Regions from separate parts of the Mus musculus genome. Here all the other regions are linked to region 2. Evidence: chromatin contacts called from public promoter capture Hi-C data. All regions are on one chromosome and are shown on one strand. The core of a region is the stretch at or near the end of the contact, and the rest is flanking DNA. Distances in the headings are between cores, read along the strand shown.

The links. Promoter capture Hi-C pulls out the DNA fragments that hold promoters and counts their contacts.
Region 1: a promoter capture Hi-C map of hippocampal neurons shows a contact between it and region 2, with 9 times the contacts expected there. The contact joins the promoter of Tubg2 here to the promoter of Thra in region 2. A contact is called at or near these places in 1 of 39 promoter capture datasets (hippocampal neurons) and 1 of 115 datasets of contacts at active chromatin or transcription factors (astrocytes).
Region 3: a contact with region 2 is called in a promoter capture Hi-C map of liver, with 5 times the contacts expected there. The contact joins the promoter of Stat5a here to the promoter of Thra in region 2. A contact is called at or near these places in 2 of 39 promoter capture datasets (embryonic stem cells and liver) and 1 of 115 datasets of contacts at active chromatin or transcription factors (embryonic forebrain).
Region 4: a promoter capture Hi-C map of hippocampal neurons shows a contact between it and region 2, with 11 times the contacts expected there. The contact joins the promoter of Ezh1 here to the promoter of Thra in region 2. A contact is called at or near these places in 3 of 39 promoter capture datasets (hippocampal neurons, liver and stem cell-derived epiblast-like cells).

Annotation. Positions count from the first base shown.
Region 1 is chr11:101,154,328-101,157,500 of GRCm38.p6, reverse strand. It overlaps Tubg2 (tubulin, gamma 2), which reads right to left and starts at 1,617. Exons shown (of 11, transcript NM_134028.2): 1 at 1,333-1,617; 2 at 941-1,053; 3 at 581-748; 4 at 1-49. The coding sequence starts at 1,381.
Region 2 is chr11:98,739,890-98,743,380 of GRCm38.p6, reverse strand. Thra (thyroid hormone receptor alpha) reads right to left here and starts at 1,596. Exons shown (of 10, transcript NM_001313983.1): 1 at 1,375-1,596.
Region 3 is chr11:100,857,717-100,860,825 of GRCm38.p6, reverse strand. It overlaps Stat5a (signal transducer and activator of transcription 5A), which reads right to left and starts at 1,475. Exons shown (of 20, transcript NM_011488.3): 1 at 1,246-1,475; 2 at 250-342. It also overlaps a transcript of Stat5b not described here.
Region 4 is chr11:101,224,529-101,227,712 of GRCm38.p6, reverse strand. It overlaps Ezh1 (enhancer of zeste 1 polycomb repressive complex 2 subunit), which reads left to right and starts at 1,250. Exons shown (of 21, transcript NM_007970.3): 1 at 1,250-1,317.

The DNA of each region.
Region 1 (3,173 bases), core at 368-2,867, 2.4 Mb before region 2:
CTGCTTCTCGGTCTATAATGTCAAAGATGTCCTCGTGAATTTTCTCACCCTGTATGTAGACATGGGGAAGGGAAAGTCAGACCAAAGGTTCTTTCTTCTCAGCACCAAGATCTCCACCCATTGTCTCCGTTGCCATCCTGAAACTGAGCTTCCCAACCAGAATCTCTCTCAACCCAGAAATGCTACTTTGTGAACGATTTGCATAAAATTTACATAACCTTCCCTAGCAGTCCCTCCTCTCAACATACCCATTTGTCTCTTTATTTCTTTCTTTTTTTTTTTTTTTTTTTTTTTTTTTTAAAGATTTATTTATTATTATATGTAAATACACTGTAGCTGTCTTCAGACACACCAGAAGAGGGAGTCAGATCTTGTTAGGGATGGTTGTGAGCCACCATGTGGTTGCTGGGATTTGAACTCTGGACCTTCAGAAGAGCAGTCGGGTGCTCCTACCCACTGAGCCATCTCACCAGCCCCCGTCTCTTTATTTCTTGCAAGTCTAACCTGGACGGATCCCCAGACTGGCTTGAGCCTTTCCTTATCCTAGGCTAGGATTACCAAGGAACTCTAGGAGTGACACCTGGGAGAATCCTCTGCCCCAGTTGTTGCCAGCTCCTCCGCCATGCTCCGACAGGTAGATGTTCTCCGGGTTGTAGAGCTTAGCATAGGAGGAGTTGAGGATGGAATGGATCACCCGGGGCTCCAGGTCCAGCAGCACAGCCCGGGGGATGTAGTGCTCATCATCTGCCTGTCAGAGGTAAGCCAGGATGGGTCAAGTCCTGAAGCCTCCCAACTCTGGCTCCTGCAGGCCCTCCCTTAAGATAGCCACTCTGTTCCCATCCATCCACTCAGAGAGTTTCCCAGCACCAGATCGCGCTGCCAGTCCCTTCAGGTCCCCATGGTCCTGGTCAAGTCACTGGGGGGGAGGGGCGGGGGGCACCTGGTAGAAAAAGACATCCTTTCGGTCAGTGCCCTCGGTGGCGAACTCCTCTACGATGCCCTCGGGGCTGATTCCATGTTCAGCACACAGCTGTTTCCAGAACTCGAACCCAACTGGGGGAGGAGGAAGAGGCCCAAGTCTGCTACAGCTTTAAGGCCTGAGGAGCCCAGGCTCAGAGGCTATTACATTCCAGAAGGTGACCCAAGACACCTGGGTCTGGAAGTTGTCACAGCCCAGGGCTAAGGAGGCAGCTCTTGCCTGGATCATCATGCGCAATAGAAAAGGTGGATCATGGGAAGGACAAAGGGGATTGATGGGTACCAGGCACTTGAGTGCAGCCTGAGGGATTGAACCAGAGGGATAGAAGCGGGGCACCGTGGTCGCTTGCTCACTCTGGTTGCCGCACTGGCCCAGCTGCAGGGTGATGATCTCCCGGGGCATCGCCGATCAGACCTAGCTCGTCCGCCCCGGCCTGGCGGCGGGGGTCACGACTGAGAGGAACTCCTGCCAGCCGGAGGCGCAGGACATGGGGAACGCGCTGTCGACTGATGTTTTGACGCGGGCGCTGGGTCTGCGCGTGTGCAGTGTGGGCCTCTCCGCAGCCGGCGGGCGGCAGAGCCCATCCTGGGCATCATTTTCTCTCTTAGCAATTGCAGCTGGAATTCAGCACAGGCGCAGAGCGAGGCCACGCTTCCTGTCACTATGTGCGCTTGCGCACGGTAACATTTGGCCAGCCGAGGATCCCCAGGGGTGTGGGGGAGGGAAGGGAGAAGTGGCCAGGTGGATGCACCAAGTGTGGGAGTCACCTGCCTACACCTGCCGGATATGCTAAATTGAGGGGCTACATTTAAGCCAACTCTTTTCAAGTGAGCATGCAAGGGAAGTGCTACTATATGTGGGTGTACATGTATGTGTGTTTACATATATTCTTTTTTTTTTTTTCTTTTTGGTTTTTCAAGACAGGTTTCTCTGTGTAGCCTTGTCTGTCCTGGAACTCACTCTATAGACCAGACTGCCTCAAACTCATAGATCTGCCTACCTCAGCCTCCCGAGTGCTGGGATTAAAAGCGTTCAGCTATTTTCATATTCTTACACTATGAAAAATACAAAGTTTGTCAGCTGGGACCAGGTGTGGTGGCTCGTGCCTTTAATCCCCAGCACTTGGGAGACAGTGGGAGGCAGATCTCTGTGAGTTCTAGGTCATCCTGTTTAGTGAATATCAGGCCAGCTGGAGCTACATAGTGAGACCCTGGGTAATAAAATAAGTCATCTCAGGCTGGCAGGTGTCATAAAGGCCCTTACTGCCAAGCCTGACCACATCGGAGTTTGATTGCAGGGTCCTCATGGTGGAAATAAGGAATCAAGAACGAACTCCTGGATTATCCTTTGACCTCTCTATATGCGTACTCTTGGAGTATGCAAACCTGCAAGGAATAAATAAATAAATGTAATTAGAAAGTACGTCCAGACACTGGTTTAAGTTCGGGGACCCCAGTGGAGAAATCAGGGCAAGGACTGAAGGAGGCTGAAGGGATTTGCAGCCCCATAGGAAGAACAACAGTATCAACCAAACAGAACCCCCTCCCCCAAAGCTCCCAAGGACTAAATCACTAACCAAAGAGAACACATTGGGGGACCCATGGCATAGCTGGATATGTAGCAGAGGATGGCCTTGTTATACATCAATGGGAGGGGAGCCCCTTGGTCCTGTGGAGGCTCAATGGTCCAGGGTAGGGGAATGACAGAGTGCTGAGGCAGGAGTGGGTAGGTGGGTGGGGGAGCACCCTCATAGAGGCAGGGGGAAGAGGAAAGGGGATAGGGAGTTTGTGGAGGGGAAACTGGGAGGGGGGATAACATTTGAAATGTCAATAAAATAACCAATAAAAATGAAAATATAGGGGCTGGAGAGATGGCTCAGTGGTTAAGAGCACTGACTGCTCTTCTGAAGGTCCTGAGTTCAAATCCCAGCAACCACATGGTGGCTCACAACCATCCATAACAAGATCTGACACCCTCTTCTGGTGTGTCTGAAGACAGCTACAGTGTACTTAAGACATATAATGAATAAATAAATCTTTTTTTAAAAATGAAAATACACACAAACACACACAAACACACATATATATATATATATACATATATATTTGAAAAAGAAAGAAAGTACATCCAGATAGAGGCATACCTTTCAGTTGAGCACTCAGAGCCAGAGGCAAGTGATTCTAATCTACATAAA
Region 2 (3,491 bases), core at 347-2,846:
ACAGGGTCTTTTATGATTGTGCGACTGTGTCCAATTGCTGTGTGTGTGCATGTGTGCATGCATGCATTCGATAGTGACTTTCTCGGTGTGGGTGACAATGACTCCTTCTTACCCCTGTGTGACAGCATCTCCCTGTGATCCTATGCGTGGGTATGTGCATAGGCCGTCTCTCCGCCCTGCTCTTGGTCTCCCGTGGGTGTGTCCCACCCTTTGAGCTCCACTCTGCAGTGGAGGCCTGCCTCTTCCCTTGTCCCCATGTGGGTGTGTCCAGCAGCTCCTGTCCTTGAATCTGCCTGGATGTCCCCGAGTGAGCATGTAGCTGTCTGTGTAGGCATATCTGTTGTCTGCATGTCACCTTTGCCTCCCCCTTCATCTTGGACAATGGCCCCCTTCATCCCCTCCCCCTCCTGGGTCCAGAGCCAGCATTCAGGGGCAGGCCTCCCGTCTCCCTGGCTTTCCTTCTGTGTGCTCCCCCCTCCAGTCCCTAAAATGGGTGGCTCTCTTCATTGCCTCTGACATCTTCCCAGGCCTTCTTTTCACACTGGACAAGGGAGGGCCCAAGATAGAAAAGGGGCACCAGAGACACGTTGCAAGGGAGGGAAACGGGGAGCATGCACGCGCGCGCGCGCGGACACACACACACACACACACACACACACACACACACACACAGAACACGGGTCCATTTCTTCCTCTCTTCCCCAACCACAGGCCAACAATTCTCCTAATCATCTAGGGACCATCAAGTACACCCCCACTACTACAAGCTCACACTCCCCCCACCCCACCCCACCCGCCGCGTTTTTGCAATTAGGAGTGTTGCAACCAGAAAGCCATGCTCAACTGGAGAGGTGGGGAGGGGAGGGGGGCTTCTCTCTCCTCCAGCCCATGCAAGCCCCTCCACCCTGCCGCACCCACATTGCCCTTCCTAGCTAGAGACAGCTTTGCAAAGGCCATTCGGTCTCTTTGGCTGGGGGGGTGGGGGGACACGACAAGCTTCTGGCACACCGTAAACAAACCGCGGCGGGGCGGGCGGGGGAGCCTCGGCAGGCAGCGGGGCCCAACCCGGGAATGCGCAGCAGACCGGCCGGACAGAGGCCGGGGCGGGCCCTCGAAGGGGAGGCCCAGACGCCATCTCCCTGGGCGAACCCCGGGGCCCACCGACCACTTAACAGCACCTTCTTTCCCCAGGGCGTAAGTGGCTAGCTCTCGGGCTGTGACAGGGTCACCCGGGCGCCGGAAAAGACTGAGGTCGGCGGCGGGAACCCCCTGGGCGCCCCCAGCCCGCCTCCAAGCTGGCCAGAGACCCGCGGCTTTGCATAATCAATCGCGATGCATTTGCATATTAATGCCCCCTTGCTCCCTCCTCCTTACCTCGGCTTGGCGCGCTGGTCCGAGCTGAGCAACGACGCGGGGGTCTCAGCGCCCCGTGCCGGGGGCGTCCATGGGGGGCCGGTGGGGCCCGGGCCGCCCGCCTCCAGCGCCGGGGTGTGAGTGCGAGTGAGCGCGGGGGGGCGGGGGGCGAGTGTGGCGGCCCCGCGGCTCCTCCGGCAGAGGCGGCGGCCGCTCTGGCTCCTCCCTCCCCCGCCCCGCTCCGGCTGGGGCTCCAGCTCCGCGCGCCCGGCCGGCTCGCGGCTGCTCCCTGCAGGCCGCCTCGCAGTCGCCGGTCCCCGCCCCTCGCCCCCCGCCGCTCCCCAGCTCCTGGCCGGCCGCCCCGCAGCCCCTCTACCGCCTTGGCCCCTACCAGGCTCAGACTCGCCCACCTCACCCCCGCCCCCCCTACGGCTCCATCCAGGAGCGACGGTCGGTGACACGTTTTGAGAAAGATGTCATTTTCAAATAAAATAGCTTTCATTTGCGAGGAGAATTGGGGGAGGGGGGTTCTGGTTTGCACCCTGGGGTAGGGGGAGAAGGACCGAGGAGATCACTGCACCTTATAAATCCGGGAGGAAGTCCAGATACCAAACGCTAAGGGTAGTTTCAGAGTTCGGGTCCCTTCTTTGCGAACAACTCCCTGTGTGACCTTGAACACATTACAGCATCCAGGGTAAGAGCACAAAATCCAAAGGTTGGACAGGTTACTTCTGAAATCCTCCTAACTTCAACCATCCTATTTCTAGCCGTTTTGGAGGCTCGTTCCACATTGTGCCTCCTCTCTCGTTTCTAACATTAATGCTGAATCCACTGTCTCCTCTTGCAAACGTCTCTGTTCTCCATGGAAGCTCTTTCTAGTCACTGCCCACCAGCCATTCCCCAACAATATACTCCTATACTAAGCTTGGGGAATGGGGGTGGACAAGACTCGCTACAGCCCCTTATCTCCCAGCTTCTCAGAGGTGATATTTCCTCTCCTGTGTATACCATCAAAATCCAAATGGTTCAAGGGCCAATCTAAGCAACAGAGTGGCTGCAAATAGGTGGACTCCTTTTCTCAAAGGAGAGGTCTCCATGCCAGTTCCGGACCCTTGCGCGCGCACGCGCGCGCACGTGCGCCAACCACACACACAAAACACACAACACACACACACACACACACATACACACACACACCTGCATTCGTGGACATAAAACCCTGCCAGTGACGCCAGAGCCCCTTTCATCTTGGGATCTACTACCGCCAGGCAGAGGTCTAATTACCCTAGCACCCCCCTCTGGCCCCGCCGGTTCCCCCGCTATCATTAGCCCAGTTTTACCAGCGGGGGCCATAGCCTTCCCACGGCTCCCAGGGCGGAGCCCTGCCTCCACAGCCTGCTCTTGGGGAGGAGCCAGAGAGTGTGTCTGGGGAGCTGCTCTTCTAACCGTTCAGTTCATACTGGATAGAATCGTTTGCTGAGTGGGTTGCTGACCAACAGTCTCTCCAAGTTGGGCTGCCCTTGCACATCTTAGTTCCAGCCACCTACATCCTGAGCCAATGGACTCACTTCTCTTACAAGGGGTTTTAAGGGTTTACAAGGGATGAGGAGAAGGGAGAATGCCTCTCGTGGGGCTCCCGATAGGGAAGGGACAGGAAGCTGGATGAGGGAGGAACGAAGTGGAAGCCTACGGTTACTGGGGATGGCAAGGGGGACTGAAGGACACACACAATGGTTGAAAGAAGCCTGCACTGTACAGCGGCAGCTGCAGTGGGGAAATTGAGGCTCCAGTGTGCAGAGTCAGCAAACAGTAAATGAACCAGCTCAGTCCCGGCTCCCAGCGGACATGCAACAGCTGTAGTGTAGAGAAGGCTGCAGTGTGCTCTCAGTGCACTGAGGCACCAGGGTGGCTGGCTGCCAATCGAAGCCACCTCTACAATAACCAAATCTGGTTGAAACCCTGGGGAACAAGGCCGTGTACAGACTCAGGGTCCATGCTCACATGGAAGTAGGCTCTTGGGATTGGGGTACCAGAGGAGCTGAGGGATAATCCCAGGGAATGAGAAATACAATTATATTCTGCCTCACTGAGGCAGGACTCAGAGGCTGGGGACTCAGATTTCAGCAATAATCTAGACC
Region 3 (3,109 bases), core at 226-2,725, 2.1 Mb before region 2:
TGCACTCCAGAATCTACCCGCTCCGAGTGGAGTGTGATAATGTCAGTGTCCACTGCGTGAGTCCACCCCTGGCTGCCGCCTGCACGGATCCCTTGTCCCTGCTCCCTCTGAAGCTCCCATTCGAAGGCGGGACAGATGTCTGTCCCGTGTCAGGCCGTGGGGACTCCAGGGTGCTAGATCCCAGGGACGTGGCTGCAGCCTAGATCCTCTGTCCACGCGCCGCGGGCGGAGTCACGGCGACCCACCCACCTGGTGCTGCGGAGCGCCTGCGGCTGTCGCTCCAGGCCGGGGCTTCTGACGGCTCCTGACGGCTCTTGACGGCGGCGGCGGTGGAGGCTGTTACTACAGGAAGGAGCAGAGAGCAGCGATTTCCTCCTCAAAGGTCAGCTGCCTCCGATAGACCAAACACAGCGCGCGAGCTCGCCCCAGCACCCCTCCCAGCAGCGGTCGCTCCCTCCTTGCCTCCGCCCTCGATTACCGGCGCCCCGGCGAGTGCGCCAGGGCGCCCCGCTTACAAGACCGACCACTAGGCTGGGCGGCGCTGGGCTGAGGACAGCCCCTACAGCGGGGTGCCCCCTCCCTACACACACACTGGGACTCCCGGTCTGTGCTCCCCTGCGGCTCCGGGGGTGGGTGGGTGGGGAATGAGGGAGGAGCGTCCTGGGACAGCTGAACTGGAGCAGCCAGAGGGTGCCGGGAAGTCCCAAACTCTGAAAATCCCTAACTAGGGCCTCAGTTTTATCATCTGTTAAAAATAAATAAATAAAATAAAAGAGGGGGAGGAAGAAAAGAAAAAAAAATCTACCTAGAGATGGCTCCTACCTCTGGAGTCAACTAGTCTGTCTCTAGATTTACAAAGTTTTGTGTGTGTGTGTGTGTGTGTGTACACGCGCATGTTCAGGTAAGGGTGCATGTGGCTTCTATGCCTGCAGAGTCAAAACTTTAGAAGGACTGGCGATCCCAGAGAAGCCAAGCCTACTTCTAAGGTCTCCCACCTAGCATGACTTCCACCACATGACCTTCCCCCTTAAAGCCGAGCAAGAAAGACCTTGGTAATCATAGGTTTCAACCCCCCACACCCCCTTCTGACCTTTGCAGGTAAGAAACGTCAATCCAGAGAAGAGAAGGGGCCTGCCCAGGACCTCACTGTGGTCACATCACAGTCTCATCATCAGACTGTGACCCACAAACCACTCGGGAGTCCATCCAGTGACCTAGAAGGGTCACACCTGAAGCTGGTCCTACCTTCTAAACAGGCGCAGGAAGGGGTAGCCGGCACTTTCTAACTTCACATCTGCCTGCAGACTTTGCCGGGCAGCAGACCTGCTCCCTGGAGCTTTGCCTGGATCATAGTCCCCATCCCGAAGAGTTCCCCTCAAGGCCCAGGGGTTGGACAAGGCCAGGCTGGAAGTCTGCCATCCCCTTTGCCCAGCTTCCCTCTCCTCTGGGCCTCCTCTCTGCCTGGAAGTTGGCATGGGCAGTACCAAAGGAGGGGCCAGCCTGGCTGCCTACTCGAATACCATCCGGGCCAAGACCCAGTGGCCTGGAGGGATCATTTTAATTGGCTTCCTCTCTTACTAATTTCTTCTTGTATCTTTTCTTTCCATTCCGAGTTCCTGATCCTTCTTTCTGGTCTTTGGACCTCCTCTTTTACTCTTTTTTTTTTTTTTTTCAACTTTAGAGGTGGGGAAAACCTGAACCTTTTCTGCAGAAGTTGAAATGTCTGGGCTGTCCCCGCCCTCTGTGTGTGGTCACAGTGACTTTACTTGGCAGGATCACGAGGAAAGGAATTGAAAACAGGGGGGGGGGGGGTTTGCAAGGAGGATCAGAGGATGGGAGAGACCTTGCTCTTCAGATGCTCTGCCAGGACCAGGTAGGGTAAGGGGCTCAGGAGGAGTAGGCATAAGCCTTTTCCCGTCTTTCCCCTCTACTCTGTACAATGGATTGACCGGGAGCCAGTTAGACCCTCCGCTCCAGATGAACATCAACATGCAAAGCTGCCAGTGGCCTTAAAGGTGACTTTACCAATGGGAACAATAAAAGGCCAGATAGGGGAAGTGACTTGACCAGACTCTTGGAGCCAGTGTGACAGATCCAAGCCCATTGCCTCATGGTAGGTGGACCCCACTTGGCACCTGTGTCCCCCAGTCTTTCACAGTGGACGTGACAGTAGATTCATTAGGTTTCCTAAGTTCTCTGAGCTACATCTGTAGGCAGAGGACCACGCTGGTCATGCCCTCCATCTGGACACCTGAGAGTGGGTGTGGTACAAGAACTGCCCACCCACTTCCAGGCATTGACTTCTCCAGACCCCTCCCCCAGGACCCACAGAAGTCTGGGGCTCCCACATCTGGCTGGGCTGGGCTGGGCTTGCTGGGAAGGTGGTTAGGCCTGCTTACTCAAAAGCTAGCGGGGAGGTGCCACCCAGCAGAAGTGTAGGAGAGTCTGCAGAACCCACTCATGTCCCCAGACCTTACCAGGACCCAAAGGTAGCTGGCTCCCTGCCTTGCTTCTGGCTCTCTCCTCATTGGGCCGTTTTGAGGTTCCTAATCCTTGTATCTTTAAACATCATTTTCTTGTTTCTTATCACTATTGTGTGTGCATATGCTGTGGCCCTCCTGTGGAGGGAACAACAACCATGGAATAATGTCTCTCTGTCAACCGTGCTTGCCAAACTTGCTTGGCAAGCGCCTTTACCCACTGAGACGTTTTGCCAGTTCATCTGGTTGCATCTTCCACTGCTCCATTCTACCTTTTTCTATGCCTCTGCTATCTCGAAGATACTCACTGGGCAGGTGGGGTGTGGGGCAATTTTACAGCTTTCCCAAGATGGGCGCTGAGGAAGGAGGCTGTTGAGTTAGGTTGGTGACAGAGGTGTCTGTGGTTCTGACTCCAGATAATACAGTTACCCGGAAGTGTCACATTTGGGTTTTGGTAGTTGTTGTTGTGGTTGTTGTTTATTTGGGGTTTTTTGGGGGGGGGGTTGTTGTTTGTTTGTTTTTTGCTTTCAGTCCTTTGGTTTGGTCTCTGTTATTTCTCACCACAAAGCATCCTGGTGGTTTTAGGGGATCAAGCTCTAAGGGAGAAAACTGAATTCGGAGGGAAAGGA
Region 4 (3,184 bases), core at 1-2,500, 2.5 Mb before region 2:
TATGCACCTCAGTCCCTTTTCTGCAGACACCTGCCTCTGCCTCTGCCTCCAAAGTGCTGGGATTAAAGATGTGTGCCACCACTATACCTACCTCCAAAGTTTTTGATAAAAGGAAAAGAATAGTGGAGGCTGGAGAGATGGTACAGTGGATAAGAACAAAGGCGACTTTAAAAAGGACCAAGATTTGATCTTCAGCACCTACATGGTACCTCACTACGGTTAGCAACTCCAGTCCCAGGGGATCTGATGGCCTCTTTTGGCCTCCAAGTATGCCCACAAACACATGGTACAGATACATACACCCAGGCACACACACACACACACACACACACACACACACACACACTAAAACAAACAAATGCATCGTTAAAAAATAACTAAAAGTCCGGGGAGTGGTGGTGCATGCCTTTAATCCCAGCACTTGGGAGGCAGAGGCAGGCAGATTTCCGAGTTTGAGGCCAGCCTGGTCTACAAAATGAGTTCCAGGACAGCCAGTGCTACACAGAGAAACCCTGTCTCGAAAAAAACAAAAACAAAACGAAAACGAAAAACCACCCCCCCCAAAAAAACAAAAAACCAAAACCAAAAACCACCATAGCATGTATTAAAACACACATACGCAAATAAATAAATAATAAAATATTTTGAAAAAAAGAACCTGTTCGTTTCTGATGATGGATATTTCTTGCCTCTATAGTTACTATTCCCTTTTTGTAATATTAAGTATCTTGTGGAGAGGTTTAAAAAATATTCTCGAGGGCTGGAGAGATGGCTCAGCGGTTAAGAGCGCCGACTGCTTTTCTGAAGGTCGTGAGTTCAAATCCCAGCAACCACATGATGGCTCACAACCATCCGTAATGATATCTGATGCCCTCTTCTGGGGTGTCTGAAGACAGCTACAGTGTACTTACATATAATAAATAAATAAATAAATATTAAAACAATATTCTCAAGCCGGGCGTGGTGGCGCACACCTTTGATCCCAGCACTTGGGAGGCAGAGGCAGGCTGTCTTCCAAAATTTGACTTGTAAGTTGTCTAAACACGGTTGGCAATGGTGCGCTGCTGAATAAAGTCTTCAAGAAGAGATCTGTGGCTCCAGGATGACTTTTCTCTGACAGCGCCACCTAGGAAAGTGTCGGACTAGAGCTACATCACCTTAGCGAAAACACACACCTGCGAAGACCGCAGCCCAGGTGATCCACCCTCAGAGTGCGCACGCGCACGGAGGGGAGGCGCGGGGCGTGGCCGCGGCGCAGGGGCGTGGCCGTAGCGCGCAGGCGTCCTAGTGGCGGGTGGCTGCGTCTCAGGATGGAGGGTGAGTGAGTAAACAAGACGGGGCTGGGCGGTGGGGCCGGGCCTGGGCTTGGCGTGACGCTTGAACCTCAGGGCTGGGGAGGCGAAGAAATGAGGAAACTGAGGGCCACACCATTGCCTGACCCGGGGTAGCGCGAAGCCTGTCGTCCCGAGTGTGGTGGGACCCGGGGCGACAGCGCGTGCGAGCTGCGGGGGGCCGCGTGGCGGAGGGGGCGCGGCGGGGGCGGACCCGGCTGGTGGCCCGTGCCAACGTGGGTGGGCCTTGGCGTCTGCCAGGGGACCCTGACTCTTGTAAGCGGGAGGGCCAGAGGCCCGGGTGGCTCGGGCTCGCAGAGGCTTTGAGTGATGTTGAGGAAGGGGTGGCCAGGCCGAGATGCCCGCCAAGTGTGAGAGGTTCTTAAGACGCCCAAGTGTCAGGGTCGAGATTCCCGGGGTCGCGCGGCACCTCCTCAACATTTTGCTCCCGGACCTTGTCGCTGGTCTAACTCGCCTCACTTTAGTTCCGGGTTTGAGTGAGGATTTGTCTTCAAACTGTGACTGTCTCTCCCGTCCCCAGAATTCCCAGAAACGATATGTAAATGAACGCATCCCGAAGTAAAAGGGAAGGTGCTATATTTGGGACATAACTTGTCAGGAAGTAGATGTGAGACAAAGCTTTAAGAGAATTTTTTTTGGGGGCGTGTTTCGAGACAGGGTTTCTCTGTGTAGCCTGACTGTCCTGGAACTCACTCTGTAGACCAGGCTGGCCTCGAACTCAGAAATCCGCCTGCCTCTGACTCCCAGTGCTGGGATTAAAGGAGTGCACCACCACGCCTGGCGAGAATTGTTAAGATTTAGTTGTTTGGGTTTTTGTTGTTGTTGTTGTTGTTTGTTTGTTTGTTTTTAATGTGTGTGCACTCTATGTATGGATGGTTCCAGGGACATCGAATCCCTTGGTACTAGAGTTAAGGATGCTTACATACCACCATGTGGGAGCAGGGAACTGAGCCAGTCCTTGTTGTTTGCAAGAGCAACAAGTGTTCTTAACCGCTGAGCAGGCTTTTCACCATGTGGGACGAGCTTACTTTGGTCAAAGTGACCACTGAGATGATGTAGGTGGTGGGGCACAAGGAAGAGAATGGAAATAGATTAGATGGAGGTTAGTGTTGGAGGTGTGGGTAAACTGATTAGCCAAAGTATGGAACCTATGCCTTGGGAAACAGAGCCAAGGATCACAAAGAATTGGATATGTACAGGGAGGACATTGAAAATGTAGAGACTTTTGGGGTACATTTGCTACATGATATCTCAGAATAAGAAATCTTCAGCCCAATGAATATTTTTGTTGATTTTGGTCTCTGCATAGCACCTGGCTATCTTTGAACTCTCCCTGTACACCAGGCAGGCCTTGAACTCACAGGATCCTCAGGCCTCTACCTCTTGGGATTAAAAGGTATGACTCACCCTCCACCCAAAGATTTTAAGACGAGGAAAGGACATTGGATGTCTTTCCAGCCTGAGAAGGTTTGACCGCTGCCCCAGTCTTTTGATTTTTGAGAAACCTGTTTTCAGCCTTGGAAACCCAGTTGTGGCTCTGAAGGGAGATAACCAGCTCACATAGGAGTGAATGCATGTTAGGAGAGAAGACCTTAATCACATAAACAGGATGCTAGTTGTGATGTTGCAGCCTTAGAATCCCAGAACTCCGTTAATGGAATTAGGAGGCTTAGGAGTTCAAGGCCAGCCTTTTCAAGGTCAGCCTGGTCTAAATGAAACTCTGTGTCAAAACAACCACAAAAGTATGTAAACCTGGAAGAACCATCTGTAAAAAGGAAACATCTGAGGGGATGTGGCGCACACACCCTTCTAAAGCCTTCTGTGGATGTTCT